Linked DNA regions of Mus musculus: region 1 is linked to region 2. Evidence: chromatin contacts called from public Hi-C data. All regions are on one chromosome and are shown on one strand. Each heading gives the region's core, a stretch centred on a gene start, on an enhancer-like site or on the middle of the called end of the contact. The rest is flanking DNA. Distances are from core to core; before and after follow the strand shown. Region 1 holds the start of Nkx3-2 (NK3 homeobox 2). Region 2 holds the start of A930033C23Rik (a long non-coding RNA gene).

Region 1 (5,495 bases), core at 1,514-4,013, 6.4 Mb before region 2:
CTTGTCGCAAAACAGAACCCCTAACTCGTTCGACTCCTGCTCAGTCCAGGCCGGAGAGCAGCGCCTGCGCCAGGCCAAGAGCCACAGTTGTCAGCAGTCACGGGTTTTCCGAAGTTGGATGCTTAGCCTAGAGGCTATCACCCACGTTGTCCTCGAAGGGGGTTGGGGGGGTATGCCTATGCTAGCCGAGCAGTTCCAGACCTCCTCTGACCTCTTGAGCTGACCTTGACTCAGGATGTACTCTAGGTACTTCAGTGCATCCGGCCATAGCCCCCAACGCCTTTTCATCTCTTCTCACTTCTTACTCTTTCAGGGGCTTCCTCTCTCCGTAGCTCAGAACCGAGTGTTTATCTTCTTCCAAACACATCTCCTTCTGGCCCTGCCTGCACCGGTCACTCACTAGACCTAACGATCTGCTAACCTCTGGCAAACTCCGTCGCCCCGCGCCTCCTGGAGAGGCGGATTGAAACCATTTCGTTATTCTCATGCAAAAACCAGCAATGCCAACAACTTTTAAAATGACCGAACAAGTGGTTTTCCGAGCTTCAAAAATGTCTGCCACTTACCTCTTGTCAACTTGTGATTTGAGATAAAAAAGACAACAAAACAAAACAAAACCGGTTATTTCTGCCAAATAAGTAGTAATCATTACTTCAAATAAGCATATGGATACCCAAACCTAACCCTAGCGCTCAGGTATTACACTCTTGGATATTCTTGTCCATCAGCATGTCCAGAGCTCACTGGTTCTTGTCCCCACCGAGAGAGCCCCATGTCCACAGGCCATCACACACATGCTCTGCACCTGAGTAACCTCATTTTTCTATCAAGCTTTGTCCCTCGTCCTCCACTAGCCCCTAAGTCAAGATAGCTATACACATTCTCAACACCCAGCATGGGATGCAGAGAAGAGAAAATCGATTTTAATAAAAGCATGAAAATGTTGAAGGGGGAGTGGAGAGCCTCATTTTGAAACCTCTTAAGCATTTCATTGGATCCTTGTCCTAGCCAGAAGTTAGTCCCTTGGCTGTTATAGTTGCCAGCTACTAACAACGAATTTAAATCTTTCCCTCAAAACTTACACAATTGTGAAGAACTATGAAGAGTTGTAGCCCCTTCAAGAGAGGCCCATCCCTTACCCCAAGGGACCCTGCAGCATCTTCATAGGGCAGGAAAACAGGCAACTGCAAGCCACGAAGTCTACAAGTTTCTAACCTTCCTCCCGAGGCGAGGCGGACGACTTTGACTGGGTAACGATTTCTCCCCCGCAGTGCGGATCAGCTCTGGGAAGCAGCTGCAGGAGGCCTTCCCTATTTTAATGACACCAATGAAGTGGCCTCCTCAGCTTCTGAAATTAACATCACAACTATTTAAATGTGTTCAGAGGTTCAAGCTTGTGTATTGGACCAAGCCTCGGGTCACATTTGTGGAGCAGTCAGTAAGATTTGTCACTTGAACAAACTTGTCATTAAAAAGATGTTTAGTAAATAGGCAACATATGTTTTGACATAACCACAATGTTTATATTTTGTATTTACTTCCTTCTAGTGAGTAAAATAACTTGGTTCTTATTTTTAAGGGCATTAAATCTCAGTTCTGGATCTCACTATTGTGTAACTCCCAGCTAGTCTCTTTCAAACTTATCTACTCCTTCTCAACTCACAAGAAACAGAATATTTAAAGAACAAATTAAAAGCATTTTTATGTTTTCTTCTTGATGTAAAACAAATTGAACAAATCCAATTAAATTCAGAGTTGATTGCCCAAGGAGACGAATACCCAGCTCCAAAAATTCTCTACCCAAATGCTTTCCAATTCCTCGCCCCACTTGGTGCTTAACTAATATTTTTCAACCTAGCTTTTTAAGTCGTCTACAGAAATCCAATCCAATCAAACGTAAAATGATAGGAGTACTTAGTAGAGTGATTTTAATTATCAGATTACTTCAGTAAAGAGCATTAGCAGAGAAACAGCTGAGAAACTTTAAGAGTGGAAGGAAAAAAAAAGATGAATTTTGTTCTTCGACTCTGGGCTCCTTCCTAGAGAACAGAAACTATACGTCACATCTGGAGATGCTTTCTGTTGAGTTTTCGCCGAAATTTTGAGCTGGGGTTCATACTGGTGTTCCAGAAAAGCGCTAGAGTCGATGGTTATCGGAACTGAAATCAGAAACAAAGTTTCGGGATGATGGTTCTCCTCGATGCTGAAGGATGCTACTGAGAACCAGGTTTAGGAGGGAAGGGGTTAAATCAGACCCTGTCTTTTGCTACTCAACTGGTGGACTAGAGTCTCTTAAAGTCAACGGCCTCCAGTTGGAACCAGCCAATCCACTGCCGGGAGAGCCCAGGACAGCTAGTGAAGGGGCGTGGCCCGATGCTGTCACTCAGCGGTGAGGAATGACACTCTGATGGGAGGGGGGGGGGGGTACAGTGGAACGCAGAAGCAAAGAGAAGAAACAGATAAAACCCCGGCAGAGGGTAAAAGGTGTCCCCGCTCTTCTCCGATTTTAGGGGCCTCAGCTGTCACTGCGGGCGCCAGAGGAGTAGGCTCCGGAAAAGCCAGCCCAGAGGGGAAGAGGGAGGACCCGCCAGGAGCGAAGCCCTACAGGCCGGGAAGACAGAGGCGCACAGAAAAAGTGACTTTGGGCGGTGCGCCTCGGCGGCGCTCCGGAGGCGACTGCAGACGCGGAGAGGACCCTTGACAATTCTCGCCGGCCTCTCCCCAGAGGACAGACCCGGGCCGGTCCCCAGAGGGCCACGGGCGAAGAGATAATCGGCCGGGCTGTAGGAGAAGAGCATCTGGCGCTGGATTCCAGGGGAGGGGGTCCTGGCGAGGTGGGCCTGTGAGGTGGGGTGAGGGTCGGCGCGGATCCTGGAACTGAGGGGGGCGGGGGCTGCTGTGCTGCGCAGGAGTGGGTTGCGGGGGCCTGGCGCGCCCCTCTCACTCGCGCTGAGGTCGCCCAGAGCTCCGTGTCAGGCTCGAAGCTGTCCCCGCGCCCCAGTTGCCCTCCTGGCTGCCGGCTCCGATCTGCGGCGCAGATGGCTGTGCGCGGCAGCGGCACCTTGACGCCCTTCTCCATCCAGGCGATCCTCAACAAGAAAGAGGAGCGCGGCGGGTTGGCTACGCCGGAGGGGCGCCCGGCACCAGGGGGCACAGAGGTGGCGGTGACCGCGGCGCCCGCCGTCTGCTGCTGGCGGATCTTCGGGGAGACCGAGGCCGGTGCGCTGGGGGGCGCCGAGGACTCTCTTCTGGCATCTCCCGCCCGAACCAGAACAGCCGTGGGGCAGAGCGCAGAGAGTCCGGGAGGTTGGGACTCAGACTCAGCCCTGAGCGAAGAGAACGAGGGCAGGAGGCGCTGCGCCGATGTCCCGGGAGCCAGTGGAACCGGCCGCGCCAGGGTGACCCTGGGCCTGGACCAGCCAGGCTGCGAGCTGCACGCCGCCAAGGACCTGGAGGAGGAAGCCCCGGTCCGCAGCGACAGCGAGATGTCAGCCAGCGTTTCAGGTCTGCTGCTGCGGGGGGTTCTCCAGGAAGGGGGCTGGGCTGAAGGGGGTGGGTTAAGAGGTCAAGCACTCTGAGGCGGGGTGGGCCTACTGTGGGAACACGACGCCCTGCCGGGCTTAGTGCTAGCGAAGTCTCCAAGTTCTTCGCGTTGGCGCGCGCTGCCCCAAACCTGAAGCAAGTGAGCTTCTTAGAGCCGGGTGTCCTGGTACTATGTGGCCTGCGCTCTGCACCAAGAACTTTGAGTTCATCTGCAGTGCCTCAGCTGTGCCCATTTAAAATCTCTAGATTTAGGAAAGGGGGACCAAAAATCTATGAGGTAGATCCCTGACACAGCCATGCCAACGACTGCAGATCCTGTCACAGCGTAGGAGTGGGGAGCCTTGGGAAAGGGCGCGTTTAACTTCCCTTACCCCAGGACTGGCAAAACAGCCTTTGGCTGAGTACCTAGGGAGCTAGAAACAAAAGTAGCAGTTACCTGAAGGCGGGAGATGGTGGGGAAGTGTGGTTGAGGTGGTCTGGGAGGCGCTGGATCGTCAAGACTCTGTATCCACTCACGGGTATATTTCTTAGTCTGAAAGGCCGGCTGCTGGCTTCTATTGGGTACAGTCTGCTGTAGGCCTCGCATAGGCTTCGAGCCGGCCAGAGCGCTGACTTCTTTTGCAGGCGGTGCTGCAGGAAGCACAGAAAAGGCTGGGAAACGGGGTTCAGATCAGGGTCTTCACTGTCTGCACCCGGCTTCCCTTTATTTTCATGCAAAGAACAGGGAGGCAAGTGTACTGGGGCCTCGCGTTGTTCCCTGTTGCCGTATCCTGACAGTTCTGGGTTCTTAGGACGGAAGACTCTCTATACCTCTGACCTCAAGATCTGCACCCTTCCCCACCACCACCTTCCTCTTTCCTGTAGTCAACGGATGTGTGGGTGTGGGTGTGCAAAGGTGTGCTGTACAACTCGAAACAGAAATTCAGTGTAGAAAGCCACGATTCAGGGCTAAGTACAGAACAAAACTTGTGGATATGTTCAGGCCAAGTATCCTACATTCCTGCAGGAAATCTGGGGCCTGGAAAACTCGGGAAGAGCTGTTCCCCTACTGCTCTAGCAAGCAGCAGAAAAGATACATTATGTGAGAAGCGTGGAGGACAGAGTTCTGAAACAGAACCCTCTGGAACTTCTCCTCCCCTTTCAGTAGGCTCAAAGTGGGTTCCCTTGCCAATCTTCCGCAAGAAACCACAGCAACCGAGACCCATCTTCCCCTCTGCGAGTCTGACAGGTTCTTTGCTTTTTGTTCCTACCGGAATCCGCAGGCGACCACAGCCCGAGAGGCGAGGATGACAGCGTTAGCCCTGGAGGTGCACGCGTGCCTGGGTTGCGCGGCGCCGCGGGCAGCGGGGCTAGCGGCGGGCAGGCGGGCGGCGTGGAGGAGGAGGAAGAGCCCGCAGCCCCTAAACCGCGAAAGAAGCGCTCCCGGGCCGCCTTCTCGCACGCCCAGGTCTTCGAGCTGGAGCGCCGCTTTAACCATCAGCGCTACCTGTCCGGGCCGGAGCGCGCAGACCTGGCAGCTTCGCTGAAGCTCACAGAGACGCAAGTGAAGATCTGGTTTCAGAACCGTCGCTACAAGACCAAACGCCGGCAGATGGCCGCCGACCTGCTCGCCTCTGCACCCGCCGCCAAGAAAGTGGCCGTAAAGGTGCTGGTGCGTGACGACCAAAGACAGTATTTGCCCGGAGAGGTGCTGAGGCCACCTTCCCTTCTGCCACTGCAGCCCTCCTACTACTACCCTTACTACTGTCTCCCGGGCTGGGCGCTGTCCACGTGCGCGGCCGCTGCTGGTACCCAGTGAAGCCCTTGGGACGAGGCAAAGAAGGATTCCTGCGTCCCCCGTATGCACCGCCACGGACAGGTGTACTCTGTGCAGGCGAGTTCTGCTCAACTGGGGATGAGGCAGGTGGGGAATGAAATCCTGCTGGGACTTGACACACCTATCCAGGGTGACA
Region 2 (5,711 bases), core at 1,259-3,758:
TTGTTTGAACTTCCAGCATGCCTATCTACCCGTGCAGTTTCTCACTTGCCCGTCTGTCTGTCTGTCTGTCTGTCTGTCTGTCTGTCTGTCTGCCCGGTGCATCCCAGAGTTCCACTTTCTTCGGAGAATCCTGACCACCACTTAGCAGCAAACACAGGGCGAGCATATGGTAGTCAGAGTTGCAGCACCAAGCACGTTCATCCACATCTGTTAGCAGTAAGTGTGCATCCTGCGCCTTATGTCCTGAGAAAAAGCAAGGTCTGTAACCACTGCTCTCTGCCTGCTCGGACGCCTCCTCCTGTGGAGACACCAGGTGAAGGATCCCTCGGGCTCGCAGGCTGGGTGCGGTTGGTAGGACCACAAGTCGAGATCTTTGCTTGCCCCTTAAGGCTGAGAGCTAAGAGTGCAGTGTTTTAGTCACTGAGTCTAGGAAACAGGATGGCTGGCAGACAGGCCATCCCTGCTGCCCTAGTAGGGGCTTTGGAGAAGAGAGCTGGGAAAGCGGCTTCCCAGTGACAGCTTGCCTGGAGAGAACACTGGAATTTGAGGGTTTCTGGAGCGGGAAGCAGTTGGGACCTGAAACAGCGCTAATATGTGCCAATATGTCACTAGCCCGCCTGGACTGAGGGAACCCCTGACGTTCGATTGGAGCGCTTGGGGACAGATACACAAGGAACCTAGAAAAGCGCCCCATTCAGGGAAGGAATTAGTGGGAAAATAGCCAAGTTCACAGCCAGCCATGAAGTACAAGCATGGGGGTGGGGTGGGGTGGGGGACTATGTGGCTGAGTTCCAGGTAAAAATAATAGGCTGGTGATGGATTTCTTTAAAAACATAAAAACAAACAAACAAACAGACACCCTGGAATGACAAAAGAGCAGTTGAGAAGAGGCTGGGGATGAGCTCGGAGGTAGAACCTGCTTGCCTGGTATGCCGGGGCCCTGGGATTATTGCCCAGCACTGTAAAAAGAAAAAAGGCAGGATGGGAAAAGAGGGTCCAGGTACCTTCCCGGTTGTAGGAGGAGGCCAAGGTGCAAGCTAAGGACTTGCTGGGGTACGCAGAGGTACGGGATCTTTCTGCCCTTTGTGAAAGCAGACCACTTAACATTATGTGCATTAGATTTTACATATGATGGATGCATTGGTAGCTTTGATAAAACAGAATGGGTGGAGGAACAGGGAGCCGTGAGGACATACTGGGTTTTTATTTGTGTTTATTTTGCTGACAATTTGCCAGTCCCACCTGGAAAGCTCAAACCCCCAGCCTGGGGGGGGGTGTCTCTCAGTTTAAACCTTTACTGTATCTAAGTGAAAACGAACTTTTTTTTTCCTTTAAGGATTTGGTGAGAGGTTCCACACTATACAAGTGGATTCCATACTCTTGAGAACTTCAGGGCTTGTAAACTTCAGGTGGGGTCTATAAAGCTAGCATTTAGGAGGTGAGTGAGGTTAAGAGGGCCAGGAGCTGGAAGTCAGCCTGAGCTACAAGGCAGATCTTATCATAATAATAGTAATAATAATAATAATAATAATAATAATAAGCAGACTTGTCTGTCTGGAGTGAGTTTTCATCTTGGAGGCCGGAAGAGAGCTTTTCTTCCAGCATGCTTGATCACACCTTTAATTTTTCTGCTCCGACAATACATTTCCTATTTGCAAACAAACCAATGAACGGGTTAGTGAACGCTCAGGCTTGAAGCCTACTTGAAACCTTGAATTTCATCGCCAGCCCTGCAAAACTAAGAATATGTCAAAATCAAAACAAAACTCAGCCAGGATTGGTGGTGGCAAACCTTTAATCTCAACAGATTAAAGGCACATGGATCTCTCTCTCAGCTCGAGGCCAGACTGGTCTACACAGAGAGACAAAACAACAACAACAACAACATTTAAAGAAAAGATAAAGAAAAAGAAAAAAACTCAGCTATCCGTGGGTGCCTGAATTTGGAAAGCCCCTTCTGTGTGTGTGCGCGCTCGCGCGTGTGCGCGTGTGTTTAATTTTCTATACCGAACACCGCTTCTCTGCGCGCAGATGGGGACGTGCAGAACCGATTGGCTAGCGGCCGGGGAGGCCTGCCTGGGCCCTGCTTGCCCCGGCAGAAGGGCCGAAGCATGGGTCCGTGTCCCAGGGCAGGGGCCCAAGCGGTCGCTGTGCTTCGGAGCTGCCTGGCTCTTCTCCGGTCTGAGTCGGAAGGTTCGAGGGTCTGACTCCGGAAGCCTCTGAAGATCTAGTCTAAGGTGAGCGCCAGGTTCCCCGCGGACCACCGGTTACATCCCGCCGCCCTGCGCGCCTCGCCGGCTCCGGAGCGCGTCGCCTCCCCGCGGGCTGCGGGTCCCAGGGGCGAGGTCCTCGGCGCGGCGGAGGGTGGAGGGCCGAGGGGCGGCTCTTAAGGAAAAGAAGTTGAATCATCAGAGAAACCATTAGGCTAATGTGATGTGCTGTAAGGCGTGGGATCAATGCGGCCAGGCCGCTGGGGTGGGGGGGGGGGTGGGGGTTGCCGCCGAGCATGCGAGGCTCCTGCCCATTTGGGGGAAATGGATTTTAGAAATTTCAGAAAGAAAACTCAATCCAAATCTAGATGTAAAGGCGCTGTGGTTGTCAAGCTTCGAGAGCCATTTATGTCGTGTAGGAACAGTGACCTCGGTGGGGTGAAGCCAACATCAGGTGGGTACAGTGACCTCAAGGGGCGAAGCCAAGAGTGAGGTTCTAAAGAAACAGATGAAAGAGAGTTCTGACACTGGATGAGGGATGGCAGAGCTCCTGGGGAAGTGACAGTGGCTCCTCAGCTGGACATTTTGGAACCTTAGATTCCCTCAGACAGTGGCTTCTACTCCTCCATGTTTGGGCAGAGAGTTGGATACTAAGATACCCAAACCTATGCAGAGCCCACTCTGAGCGCAAGACCCTAGGCTTAGGGGCACAATGCTCTCCCAACTAGTCCTATGTTGCTACGAGGGACATCGAATCCCACAGTAAAGGCAAGGCTCAGGCCCTGGATCAGAGCCTGGGCACATGGCTCCACCAGGTAGGTCCCATGATATTAAGGTGGGTGAATAGAGGCCCCAGAAAAGAATGAGCTTCTTCAAGATTTGAACAGCGTCCCCATTCCATTCTCTCTGTCCCCCAAAAGCCCTTCTTCTTGCTGGCCCAAAGTATTGTTCCCTTCTAGAAAAAAGAGGAGGGGTGTGGGCTGCGACATATCTTGGGGCCACAATGGACTTGTACATACAATGACCAGGTAAGACTGGGCCTGGACACTGCTGGGGAGCGGGGATGCTCAGAGGCAAGCCTCCCGTTCTTCACAGCCGCCCTTAGGAGGTAAAGTGGATCCGGAAAATGATTAAGGTCTTTTCTCCACAACCAATTTCGGTCAGCCCTAAGGGCACGTGGCATCATTCTGCTTGCTTGCTTATCATTGTTTGCTGTCTGAACGGCCTGGAGGTCTGAGGAAGTCCTACTAGGCTCCGGGTGAGTTCTAGCTTCTGTCTCCAAGCTTTTAAAAAGGAAACGAATGAATTCCAGTGTAGGGCCCTCAGATCTACTCCCTGGTGTAGAGAACTCTCTGGAAGGAGTTGAGAGACAGTGGGCTCTCCCACTTCTGGCCCCCTCATTTGCCCAGTTGAAAAGAAATCCCAACATTGCTTCCGTCTCCCAGATCACGGGATGCGTGAGCCTTGGAGTCAGACTGGGACTGATTATTTTTCGAACACACAACTAGGATAGCACCCCTGTCTTTTGTGGGGGCACTGTGCAGCTGCGAGGCTCGGCGCTCGCAGTCTTAAGATGGGAGTATCGGGCCCCATCCCAGCCACGGGGATCCAGGAAAGACACAGAGCATAGTGAGCTTCCCCCTGCCCCCTGTGTGCTAGGGAAGGTCTGTGCCCAGGGACCAGGCTGAGCTCCTCCCATCAGGTGGGTCCATCTTCTGTTCTCGGCCAAGGCGAGCGTTGCCTGGACTCCACCAGCACCCGCGTTCATGTACCTCCGCCTCATTCCCGATGCCTTCCGGACCTCGGCGTCCCCACCTCCGTTACATGCCCTCGGCTCGGAAAGGAACCTTTACTATGTGACTGGGCACCTAGCCCGCGTAAGGACACGCAGGATGAGGTGGATAGGAGACGAGAGGTGAGGACGGAGGGGAGGGTCTGCAGACCGCAGCAGACTGCGAGACGCCAGGTGAGCGGCCTAGGCGGGATCGGAGGGGCGCCGCGGGCCGGGCGGGGCTGGGCCCGGCGCGGGGGCGGGGCGGGGCTGCGAGCCACAGGGTCCCTTGAGACTGCCCGGAGCGTCTAAGCCCAGTAAGGTCGGAGGAGGGCCGGCGTCTCATCCCGGGCTCCGCAGTACGCACCCCCCCCCCCCCATGTCTCTCACTCCTACCTGATGGCGAAACAGGGCCTCGTGGCACCAGCGGAAAGGTGCTGACGCGGGATATGCAGCCGCGTCCGCAGCCCGGTGGGTCGAAGCGCGCGGAGTCCGGGACCCATAGTGGGAGGCAGGACCAAGAAACCAGAGCGCCCGTCGCAGGGAAGGAGTCACTTCCCGCATGGCAGGACGCGTGAGAAGAAGGATCACGGCCACTGGGGAGAGTCGAGCGGGAGAATAACGTCGCTGTGTCCCGGGCGAACCAAGAGAACCAGCAGGCGGAGGGCGGGGAAGGGAGACATTCCAGGGCGAGCGCAGAACCATGGCTAGCAGGCGTCTGGATCCGCAGAGGTGGTGCCCCTGCAATCCCGGATCACGCAGAGCCCACGGGTGCTTGGTCTGTTTAGCGGTCTCCAGCCCAGGGCTTCCCGGAGGTCCGGATGCAGCCCTTCTCCATCCACCCTTCGCGAGTGTCGCCTGTGGGCCCCGAGCCTCCTTCCCGCATTCTGCGCCGCAGATCCCCGGTGCTCCAGAAACAGAAGACCTAGATCCCAGACCAGAAAGGCGGCCGCAGGGCACTACCCCACACTGTGTTGCAAGGTCGCGACCTTTAAGCCCTTTTGCCCCCTCCAAGGCGCCCGGACCCCGGGTGAGGAGTCCGGTGCGGTCACCGTGACCAGAGTGAGAGGGATGAAACCCCGGAAAGCGGCGTGGGGAGAAAAGGGGGTTGTTTGAGACCAAAATAGTTGTAAAGCTAAGTATGTGAGCTTTAACGGTCAAGTTCTAGCTAAGCCGCGAGGATGCACAGCTTTTTAAAAGCCGAGTTTTAAGTGAACCCAGGTGAGACTCAGATTGGGTGAAAATAAAATTGGAACGTACTGCAGCTTCTCGGGTGGAAAGTCACCCTTTCTCCGCCCCGCCCGCCCCCCGGCCCCCCCCCCCCCCCAGCACAAATCCTCGCGTTTCCACGGTCTGGTTAAACAGATTTACTTAGGTTTATTTTCAAGCCTGCCTCTGGACCTTCCGCAAGTACGGACTCCTAATCAAGCGCCTCTCTTCCATTCCCCTTTTAATTTTGCTGCGTATTTTAGATAAACCAACATCATATCATTTCATTGGTAAACTTAGAAATGTATAAACTTATGCAATTTACTTTAAAATTAAATGCACTTTAATTTTTTGTTTTTATTTTTAAGGTAACAGTCTGACTAATAAAACATAGTCCCAATAAATTCTTAATCTGGCTTTGATGTATGGTGGCAGGACACATAATTTTGTTGTTTTGTTTTTTTGTTTGTTTTTCTGTTCTGGTTTTACTGAACTGACTGGGTAACAATACCTACAAACAC

Evidence for each region. A called contact is a pair of places that touch in the nucleus more often than the background predicts.
Region 1: a Hi-C map of epiblasts shows a contact between it and region 2, with 19 times the contacts expected there. The contact joins the promoter of Nkx3-2 here to the promoter of A930033C23Rik in region 2. A contact is called at or near these places in 1 of 39 promoter capture datasets (cranial neural crest) and 5 of 484 Hi-C or Micro-C datasets (embryonic stem cells and epiblasts).

What each region holds. Positions count from the first base shown.
Region 1 is chr5:41,761,488-41,766,982 of GRCm38.p6, reverse strand. Nkx3-2 (NK3 homeobox 2) reads left to right here and starts at 2,763. Exons shown (of 2, transcript NM_007524.3): 1 at 2,763-3,504; 2 at 4,806-5,495. The coding sequence starts at 3,039. The coding sequence ends at 5,341. Gm46910 (a long non-coding RNA gene) reads right to left here and starts at 4,348. Exons shown (of 2, transcript XR_001784850.2): 1 at 3,980-4,348; 2 at 1,898-2,159.
Region 2 is chr5:35,396,352-35,402,062 of GRCm38.p6, reverse strand. A930033C23Rik (a long non-coding RNA gene) reads left to right here and starts at 2,508. Exons shown (of 3, transcript XR_003955880.1): 1 at 2,508-3,238; 2 at 3,375-4,176; 3 at 4,393-5,270. It also overlaps a transcript of Hmx1 not described here.